2 separate regions of the Anas platyrhynchos genome follow, and region 2 is linked to region 1. A link is a contact called in public Hi-C data. All regions are on one chromosome and are shown on one strand. The core of a region is the stretch at or near the end of the contact, and the rest is flanking DNA. Distances in the headings are between cores, read along the strand shown.

Region 1 (4,400 bases), core at 1,672-4,171:
ATAGTGCATTGTAGCTATATAAGCACTTTATGAAGCAATTTTAGTATTATTATTCCCATGTCACAGACAGCAAAACAGACAGAGTGTCACCACGGCTGAGCCAGGAAGAGAACCCAGAGCTCTGGCTGTTTGCCCTCTCCATGCTGCATTTTGGTATTAGTTAAGGAAGCAGTTAAAATAAAACACTGCCCAGCAAATCACTGATGTAGAAATATTTACGGGGCACAATTCAGTGTAAGCCAATGCATTGCCATCGACTTTAGTAGAGTGACATTTGCCTATACCCCAAGCAATTATTCTTGGAAAGCCAGGTCCGTACCTTGGCAGCGGTCTGGTGCAGTACAGTGAAGCACACGAGGCAGGAAGGAGAGGTGACTTTGAGTCAGGTAACCCTGCCTGTTCGAGAGAGGAAAATGGTCTGCAGCACCACACACAGCCACAACCAGTCGGCTCCAAGTGGCTGTAGTCAGACCTTGTTCAGACACAGCCCAGGGCGTGGGCACAGTCACCCCATGGTGACCGACAATGGTAAAATAAACAGCTGGCTCCTGCCAGCCAGGAGTGTGGGATTTTTTATTTTTATTTTGTTTTGTGCTTCTTGAAAGTTTAGAGCTGTGCAAGGAAGTGAGTGTTGGAGACAAAAAATCTTCTCTAGGTCAGTGAAATATATTCAGCATTGTCTGTAATTAGGGGGGGGTTCACTTCACCACGGTGTAGGAGGCATGCCTGGAAGCGGCACAGCCCCAGTGCCCCAAAGCCCTCAGCTCTCTGCTCGCTGTTTGACAGCAATCTAATTGTGCCAGCCGTGCCATTTGCTTGGAGTTACTGATCTCAGTGACACAAACGCCCGGCTCCTGTGCTGGACAGGAGCCACCAGCTCATTTCACACAAGCCACACAAAGAGTAACCAGGGTACAAATCCCCAGGCTAAGGCATAGGGCAGGCCACTGGTGTTTAGCTGCCAGCATGGCCTGCTGGCAGGGCACCCGGGCTGAGGATCAGACTTACTGTTCGGATCAAACTGCAACAGATTCTAATCTTCAGCAAGAGATTTTAGCCCAGAAGAGCAGCAGCATTGGTTAAAATACCCCAAATTAAGCACCTGAATCCAAATGTCCAAAATCTGACGCCACTGACTTCACTCTGCTCCCAAACCATTTTTTACACCTCTGATCTGGAACTAAGGCCACACGGGGGCAGTACAGGGGGGAAGTAAAGTCCACAGATAGGAATTTAACAATAAACCTGAGTTTCCTGTCTTGTCAGGAAATCTGGAGAGGTAGAACAGTGTCTACTTAGGGAAGTGGCCTGTATTTATCCCACTAAATCCAGATAAATATTTTCATTCAGCCTCCTCTCTTTTCCTCTGTCTTTTCTCCCTCCTTACTTTTTATTTCCTTCCCACCTGCGTGAATATTCTCTCTGCTAGAGCTGTAGCTCTGAAGCACTTTAGAGACTGAGACTTCGGTGCACTTTGCTTTGCAAATACACAGTGATTGGGCTCCCAACAGGAGAAAAACTGTATGAGATGTGGAAAGTGATATGCCACGCCCGCAGTTTGGAGGGGTGAACATTTTGTGCTGGAGCAAAGTCTCCAGGACTGTGGTTAAACACTCATGATTTCCATCATATAAACAAAAAACGCAAAATCCCCTCAGAAAGCAAACAAGAGCAATGACCGTGTGTTAGCCAAGCATCATTTTTGCATTATTTCCCTAGACTAGGAAACATATTTTTCAGTACCTCTCAGCTAAGCCCTTTTCCCCCTCAAACCCTCAATAGGGTTAATTCCTCTAAATCACTGGGACAGCTGTTCAGGTGCTTTTTTTTTAAGATTAAAGCAGACCGAATTTTTAAAATCCTCTAGTTTTGTTTTACTCTGAACATGTTCTTAATACATGCGGTATGTATTTATACAAACTCAGGAGTCCTAATTTAAGTTTGTGTGTATTGGAATTCACTGATCACCTTGCTCCACTATCATCTTTAAAAGATAAATCTCCTAGGATATATTCACAATATTCCGCAATTTCTTTATATTCGATGTTGGTTTCATAAGCAATTGATTATTTTAAAATTGATATTTCCATCACCTACAATTAGATGCAGTGATAAATGGAAGAGCTCTCTCAGATCCTTAAGGAAATGTCCCATTTTCTAATCATCACACTCAGCATCCTGTTCAAAGATGGATTTTTATCCATTACATGCTTTTTCTCCTGCTGTGCAATTCTTACTAAAGCAGAGAATCGTATTCTTTTATTTCAACACGCTCTGCATTACATCCCCCGTATCGTCCTTGCTGGCCACAGCTGTGACACTGTATCCTCTAAGAAAGCAAGAAAATTAATGTGGTAGAACATTTCTGTCTTTAAATCCAGGCTGATGGGCTTCCACAGAATTATGCTTTTCAGGGTATTCCTTCATGAGATCCTGCAAAACAGCCTTACAATATTCTCAGTCACAATTGATGCTAAGGCAACAAAGACCACTCCAACTGTTTCTGCATACTGTCTAAGCCTTTCCTTGAGCAGTGGTTTTGTACCTGCCCCTATATCCAATCAATTAAATCCCATGTTAGGACTTCATTTTTATTTTTGCATCCTTCCAAATTCCTGCCTGATTACATGGACCTGTTTTACCGTATGAGTTCCAGTATATAGAAGACTACTGTGCATATTTGATCTGCATACCAGCTAATGCATCTGTGGTCATAACAGGAAATGTGATCTATCTCATACACAGTTCCTGTACTCTGCTCTAAAGTCAGCTTCAAAGTAATTGGTTACAGTACAAAGTAATTGTACTGTAATCAGTTAAAATAGACTGTCACCAGTCTATTTTAAGGGAATGACAAATCAGCCTTTGACTTATAAATGGCCCGGATTTGGGCCTAAATCTTTTCTGTCTTCTGTTTCTGATAGTTTGCTATAATTTGAGAGAACCAGTTCTGCTGATTTTGGGTACACAAATGTTATGGTTGTCTTATAGAGAGAATAGCATTTAGCCCATAATAGAGGCCTGTATTTTTAAAGTTAAAAAGCCAATTCTGAGACCCTGTCCTGGATGCCTAAATGCGTATGTGTCTTACATATATAGGGGATGTGTATTTTGGCACATGAATGTAGTACACAATGATCTTATTTAGCAACGTTTTTAAGAACATGCCAGTTTTGCAAAACCAAGCACTCAAATATGTTATGGAGTTGTGTCTCTGTTGAAGAGGACATACGACGGAGAAATGTTAGCTTGTGATATCTATTCACTGTTCCCGAGGAGTGAATCTTCATTAAAGTCTTTTTTCAACTTTCGTCTTACAAAAAAAGCTTATGTTAAAGTGGAACATATCATCAAGTAAGGCACAAGGTAAGCACTTTTTTTTTTTTTTTAATGTAATGAGAAATACCTGGTGGTCTGGATGCTGTTCAGACTTGTTGGTTTACCAAGCTGCTTTTTTAACAGAGATATTAGAAATGAAAGCTTAAAATTAGATTCCTTATTATAAGATTCCTTGTCACATATGACTGAGAATATTTGTGAAAACACAAATTGGTTCACGTGAGAGGCTTAGGAATCTACTGTTAGTTTTAATTTCCAGGTTCAGTCCTTCAAGTCAACAATCAACAACTGACTCACTCTCAGACCCAAATATTGCAGGGTTTGCTGATTTTCCTATGTGATTAAGATGTCTACATTCTATTGAAAATCAAAATGAGAATCTGTAATTCTGTTGAAATTGTTAGTAATGTACTCACTGTGTTTACTAAGAGTTTTCTATATTTTCTTTTGAAGTTTTTTTCCTGAAAGATAAAGTAATAAAGTCCAAGATGAGAGAGAGGTAAATGCTGTTCAGGCACCATCCTAAAGATATTTTGTAATTTAAAATATTTAACATTATGTTCTGCCATCAATGGAAGGATACTTGGCAAGATTAACTAAAATAATTGTTGAAACAGGAAAACTAGTGATCATTTAACAGTGCAACAGGCTTCTAACATGATTCAGAGCCTGTGGGATATGTGATATGGTTGGTTAATGCTGTGTCTGCCAATTAAACAAAGCTAGTCAAATTATTCATAGCAAATAAATTCTGCTGAAAAGTGAACCCGTTTTACTCATAGCAGCCTATTCAAAGATGACTTTTATTTCTCTAAACACACTTTTTGTTCTGGTAAGGGTTAGGAGACCATCCACAATGGTCTGCAGTCTCTCTGACTGCTAAAATGCACAGGATGTGTGACTTTTTGTTCACTGCAGTTCCAGGACCCTGTACTGGCAGTGCCACTGGGTTACAGCACTGTGTCAAGACATCACCAGCTCTCTGAAGAAGGTCCTATCTTCTTAGTTTTGCTAAGTACTAAACTGACTTTTATCCATTTAAAAATATATTTCAGTGGCAG
Region 2 (4,723 bases), core at 1,026-3,525, 62 kb after region 1:
GTCATAGGAAAGTCAAATGCTGCATACAAAAGGCAATACACATTTGCATCATTTGCAACCAACAGCAACAAAAATCCTACTATTTCTGTTAATGACTTTCCTGAGCATACCACATAAGCAGCAATGCCCAGATGCATTTTCCTGATGCATAAGAAGGAGGCAAAGAATAACACGCAGCCAGCAAAGAAATTTAGTGCATGATCCAAACACCTCATTTCACCTCCAGCATCAACATATGTACAAATTTCTTGGGTTATAATTCATGGTATACCTGCCTTGTAGTAACTAGTTTATTAGTTTACTTTTTACATTTTCTCCATCTAAATCAAGCTGCTATTATCTTCCAGGAATCCATTCAATTTTCCAGAAGCAATGTTCATCTAATTGGGTACAGCCTAGGAGCTCATGTTTCAGGGTTTGCCGGCAGTTATATCAGTGGTACAACCAAGATCGGAAGAATTACAGGTAAAAAACAAAACAAAACAAAAAACTACTTACTTTAATAAGCTTAATAGTCAACTGATTTCTTTGCATACATTACACAGATATTTGGCATATTATAGTTTATATTAGAACTAAGAACTCTTCAATCCTATTTTTATTAATCACACTGACAGTGTTATTTTTGCTGGAAATTTACCTATAGCTGCTGGCTAAAAGCTTGCATTTAATTTATGAAGTCTTTTTAGGCTCATGGCCCTAGCTAAATTAATGTATGTAGACACCTTTTCTAACAGCATCCTCTCCAAAGTTAAAATACTCACATGGATAGGCAACTTAATCCACTTGCATAATATTTTAAAACCCAAGGAAACCATGCATGGAAAGCCATTTACAACTAACTGCATGCACTGTAAATACCTACCACCTTGTGTGTGTTGCAAGAAAGCATTTAACGAGGATTGATTTTAATAAACAGAAGAATGTAAATAACTTTACTGTTCCCTTAAAGATAGATGCATTCGTTCATGATCTAATACTGGAAGAGATTAGAAATGCAGCATTTTAATTTGTACACAAGAAAATAAAAGAAAAAAGCAATGGGGGGATAAACCAAAACAACAACAGAAAACCCACCATCAACAAAAACAAAACAAAAAGTTAGATCCAAGGTTTGGGTCAGACCAATAACCCCAAACTATCTGGAGAACAATATCCTGAGCATCTTCCTGAAACAAAATCTCTTTCGTGTTAATTGGCCTTAAGAACTTATAGTATCTGATACTGTGCCCCTGCATGACCAAAACATAATCCACACATTATCTAAAGTCCAAACGCAAGTCCCTCTTGGGGTTTGCCATTACAATGAAAGATTTAGAAATAAGGTAACATCCACTTCAAGCTTCCACCCAACCTTGGCTACTCTCAGTAGTCCCGCCTCCAGCTCAAGCTGCCTTCCCCAGGCCTACCTCCCTTGGATAGCTTCAAGTCCCAGTTGTGACCTGATTCACCATTCCATAGTCCCTTGCTCAGTCAGTTCTTGTGATGGTGCCTGCATGCCAAGAAGCTTATTTTATGTGATATGTCATGATATTACACCTGTGTACGCACTGAAGAACTTGAGCTCAGCAGCACTGATTGTTCAGACCATATTAGTACATAAAGCCTTAATAATGGCTAAACAAAACCATTAATTTATTATTACAAATTTATGCATTTTTCATCAAAAATTATTCCAACTTGTAACAAGCTGAAAAAAAATCATACTGATTAAAGCTATTAAAAGGAAAAGGCATGACTTCGGGGTGGCATCTCTACTTGTATCCTCTGCTATTAGTCTTGTCCTGTTACATCAATGCAAATACATTACTCCATAATACCAGCTGAAGAATCTCAAATTTAGTCGCTTCTTCTCAAAACTAAAAAGCAGCTTTAAACTACACAGGAAATCTTTTTCCATAAATCAGTTCCCAAAAAGGGCCCTATACAGAAGCATCCAGTAGACTAAAATCAACATCTCTAACTGGAATATTATTTTCCTGAACACTGTAATAATTTGAAATCTTTTAACACTGAGAAACTATTATAAACAGCATCTACCAGACAGAGCTCTTGAATCAAAAAGTGAAGTTTTATAAAATTACAAGTCTCAAATGTGGGCTAAAAGTCACCCTTGTTGTGGGACTGCTGTCTTCAAAAGAGCCTCTGAAATGCATGACCTCTAGAGTATCAAAGAACAAAATTAAGTAAACATCCCTCAAAAGACAAAGCAGTAGCAAGCATGGTTTGTCTATAACAAACACATCTATCTCTGAGCCTGTGTCCTTGTGCATGCAGCAGTTACTGTTTATTACAGCACCCGTGTTTATTTTACCTTTTGGTGTAACCATGTACACCACACAGTACAAGTGTTCCTACCATTGTTTTTGTCAGTCAAAGACCTTGTAAACTACCAGCACTGTATGTTTTTAAATATTTATCAGAGTCTTTTCTCAAAACAGTATAGGAAAAATCCATCTGTACTACATCACAATTGGATTATTTGCATTTATTGTAGGCCTTGACCCTGCTGGCCCCTTGTTTGAAGGAATGTCACCAACAGACCGTTTATCTCCAGATGATGCAAACTTCGTAGATGCAATTCATACATTCACTAAACAGCACATGGGTCTCAGCGTTGGCATCAAACAGCCTGTGGCCCATTTTGACTTTTATCCCAACGGAGGCACCTTTCAGCCTGGCTGTCACATTATGCATGTCTACAACCACATTGCACAATATGGAATCACTGGTAAGAACCAATTGGGCCGTGAGGGAAGCAGCGCTGTAGCTGGACTAACAGCATAGGGGGAAACTGCATAGACCTGTGGTCTTAAAACAGTATCTAATGGGAGAATTGTCTTGCCTTATATGCAAGGAAGTTTCTTTTCTAGAATTTGGTGATTTTTACATGTATTGAGTTCAAATTGTTCTTACTGACTGGTAAGAAACGTGGCTGCCTAGCACTTCTGAAAATCAGGCAGTGAGCACCATGGTGTCAAGCACTTTTGAATAATTTTCAAAAGGTATTTGTTGTGGTGGTAGAGGAAATGAGAAAAGTTATTCTAATTACGCCAGATTCATCTAGTGTGCAATTAATTATTTCAAATCAAGACACAGGGCTGTACTACTCACCTTCTTTATTCACCTTTTCCCACGTCACTGTCCTTCAACTGCACAGCGGGTGATGCTTTTTCTGGGACTCAACTACCAGCGTTCCAGGTTTATAGGGTTTATATTTATAGAAGATGAGTTCCAATGTACCTGAACATAAATGTACAGAGAAACTGATGCAACATACTGAAAAAAGGTAAAGGTACTGATGCACTGTGACAAACAGAACTTTTCACTGAACAACAAACAAACAAACATCAACAACAACAAAAAAAGAAGAGTACAAGCAGCATAACACACTGCAAAAATTTCTGAAATATCACACTATATAAAAGTAGACCATCTTAGAAAATAATTCACAGTACATGTGAAAATCTAGAAAGCTTATCAGTGAAGACGTGTATAAAAAATCCACAGTGACATATCCTAATTGCACAGAATAACTTTCATAATTTGATTTTTTTTTCATTTTTCATTTGATTTTTATTTTTTTTCAATTAAAAATGAACATTAAATTCTAATTTGAAATCTTTTAAAAGTAAAATTTCCTTTTAGGAAAAGAGGAAAACATATATTTGTCTTAAAAGCATATCTATGTACTTAATACATATAATGTATTTAATACATTTTTTGCTTTTTCCCCAGTAGTAGCAGCTAGCAAAATTCAACATTAGTCTGTCAATCTGATGGGGCCAAAATGACTTTACCATGTAAGCATCCAAAAGTTAGTATTCAATCATTCAGAATGAGATTGCTGCCTTTAATACTGTATGGTGAAAGACTGCATGTAGTCTCATACTGTATTTCATTATTAACTGAACAGCCATGACAATGAAATCAAGGCTCATATTTAGAGTCTTGTACAGGCAGACTAAAATTTAAGCAGCAAATTATTCAATTTTATTAACCTGTTGGTTCAGTCAAGCTATCTTTGGATGATCCCAGAAGTATGGTTGTTACATGTATGATTTCTGAGACAAATTCATGAGGTTTTAGTAAGCACGAAGGATGTGAGAAGAACAGTAAGATATACGAACAGTTAGCTGCTCTGTAGCTGGAATGCTAAAAAGGGCATGCAAAATTACTGGTCATGTTTTTTTCAGGCATCACTCAAACCGTGAAATGTGCCCATGAGAGGTCAGTTCATTTGTTCATCGACTCTCTGCTTCACAACGACAAGCAAAGCACAGCATACTGGTGCAACGACATCAACACTTTTGACAAAGGAATGTGCCTCAGCTGTAGGAAGAACCGGTGCAACACATTGGGCTACAACATCAGGGAGGAACGGCTCCCAAAAAGCAGACGGCTCTTTTTGAAAACAAGAGCACGTATGCCTTTCAAAGGTTCGTGGGAATGCCTGTTGCAGTCTCCAGACTGATAACAAAATGGGATAATGAGCCTAGGCTTTGTGATTCTGTTTACTCATTTATTAAAGCTTATAAAATCTATGGTAATAATCAATTTGCTGAGACAATTAAGAATCCCAGTAGGATTTCCTGATACCCTTTCATCAAGATCTTGACTCTTAATATTTTACAGGAAAAAGCTTGCTGTGGCTCTGGGGCCTCAGAGCTGCTTAGGGCCCTGATCTACAGGATTTTCCTATAACTGGCTTGTGTGAATTGGT

Evidence for each region. Hi-C and Micro-C count contacts between places; a contact is called where the count stands out from the background.
Region 2: a Hi-C map of skeletal muscle shows a contact between it and region 1, with 2.2 times the contacts expected there. The contact joins the enhancer-like site here to the promoter of LIPC in region 1. A contact is called at or near these places in 2 of 8 Hi-C or Micro-C datasets (liver and skeletal muscle).

Annotation. Positions count from the first base shown.
Region 1 is chr11:7,633,352-7,637,751 of IASCAAS_PekinDuck_T2T, forward strand. LIPC (lipase C, hepatic type) reads left to right here and starts at 2,922. Exons shown (of 10, transcript XM_013104950.5): 1 at 2,922-3,366. The coding sequence starts at 3,330. It overlaps LOC140003397 (a long non-coding RNA gene), which reads right to left. Exons shown (of 5, transcript XR_011811925.1): 5 at 3,308-3,800.
Region 2 is chr11:7,695,821-7,700,543 of IASCAAS_PekinDuck_T2T, forward strand. It overlaps LIPC (lipase C, hepatic type), which reads left to right. Exons shown (of 10, transcript XM_013104950.5): 5 at 348-465; 6 at 2,498-2,731; 7 at 4,197-4,439. It overlaps LOC140003397 (a long non-coding RNA gene), which reads right to left. Exons shown (of 5, transcript XR_011811925.1): 2 at 3,115-3,243. Among named protein-coding and RNA genes, the nearest start is that of LIPC, 62 kb to the left of the region's middle. Within about 2 kb of position 2,276, at least 2 of the 8 cell types and tissues checked have an H3K27ac peak or open chromatin away from gene starts, as enhancers often do.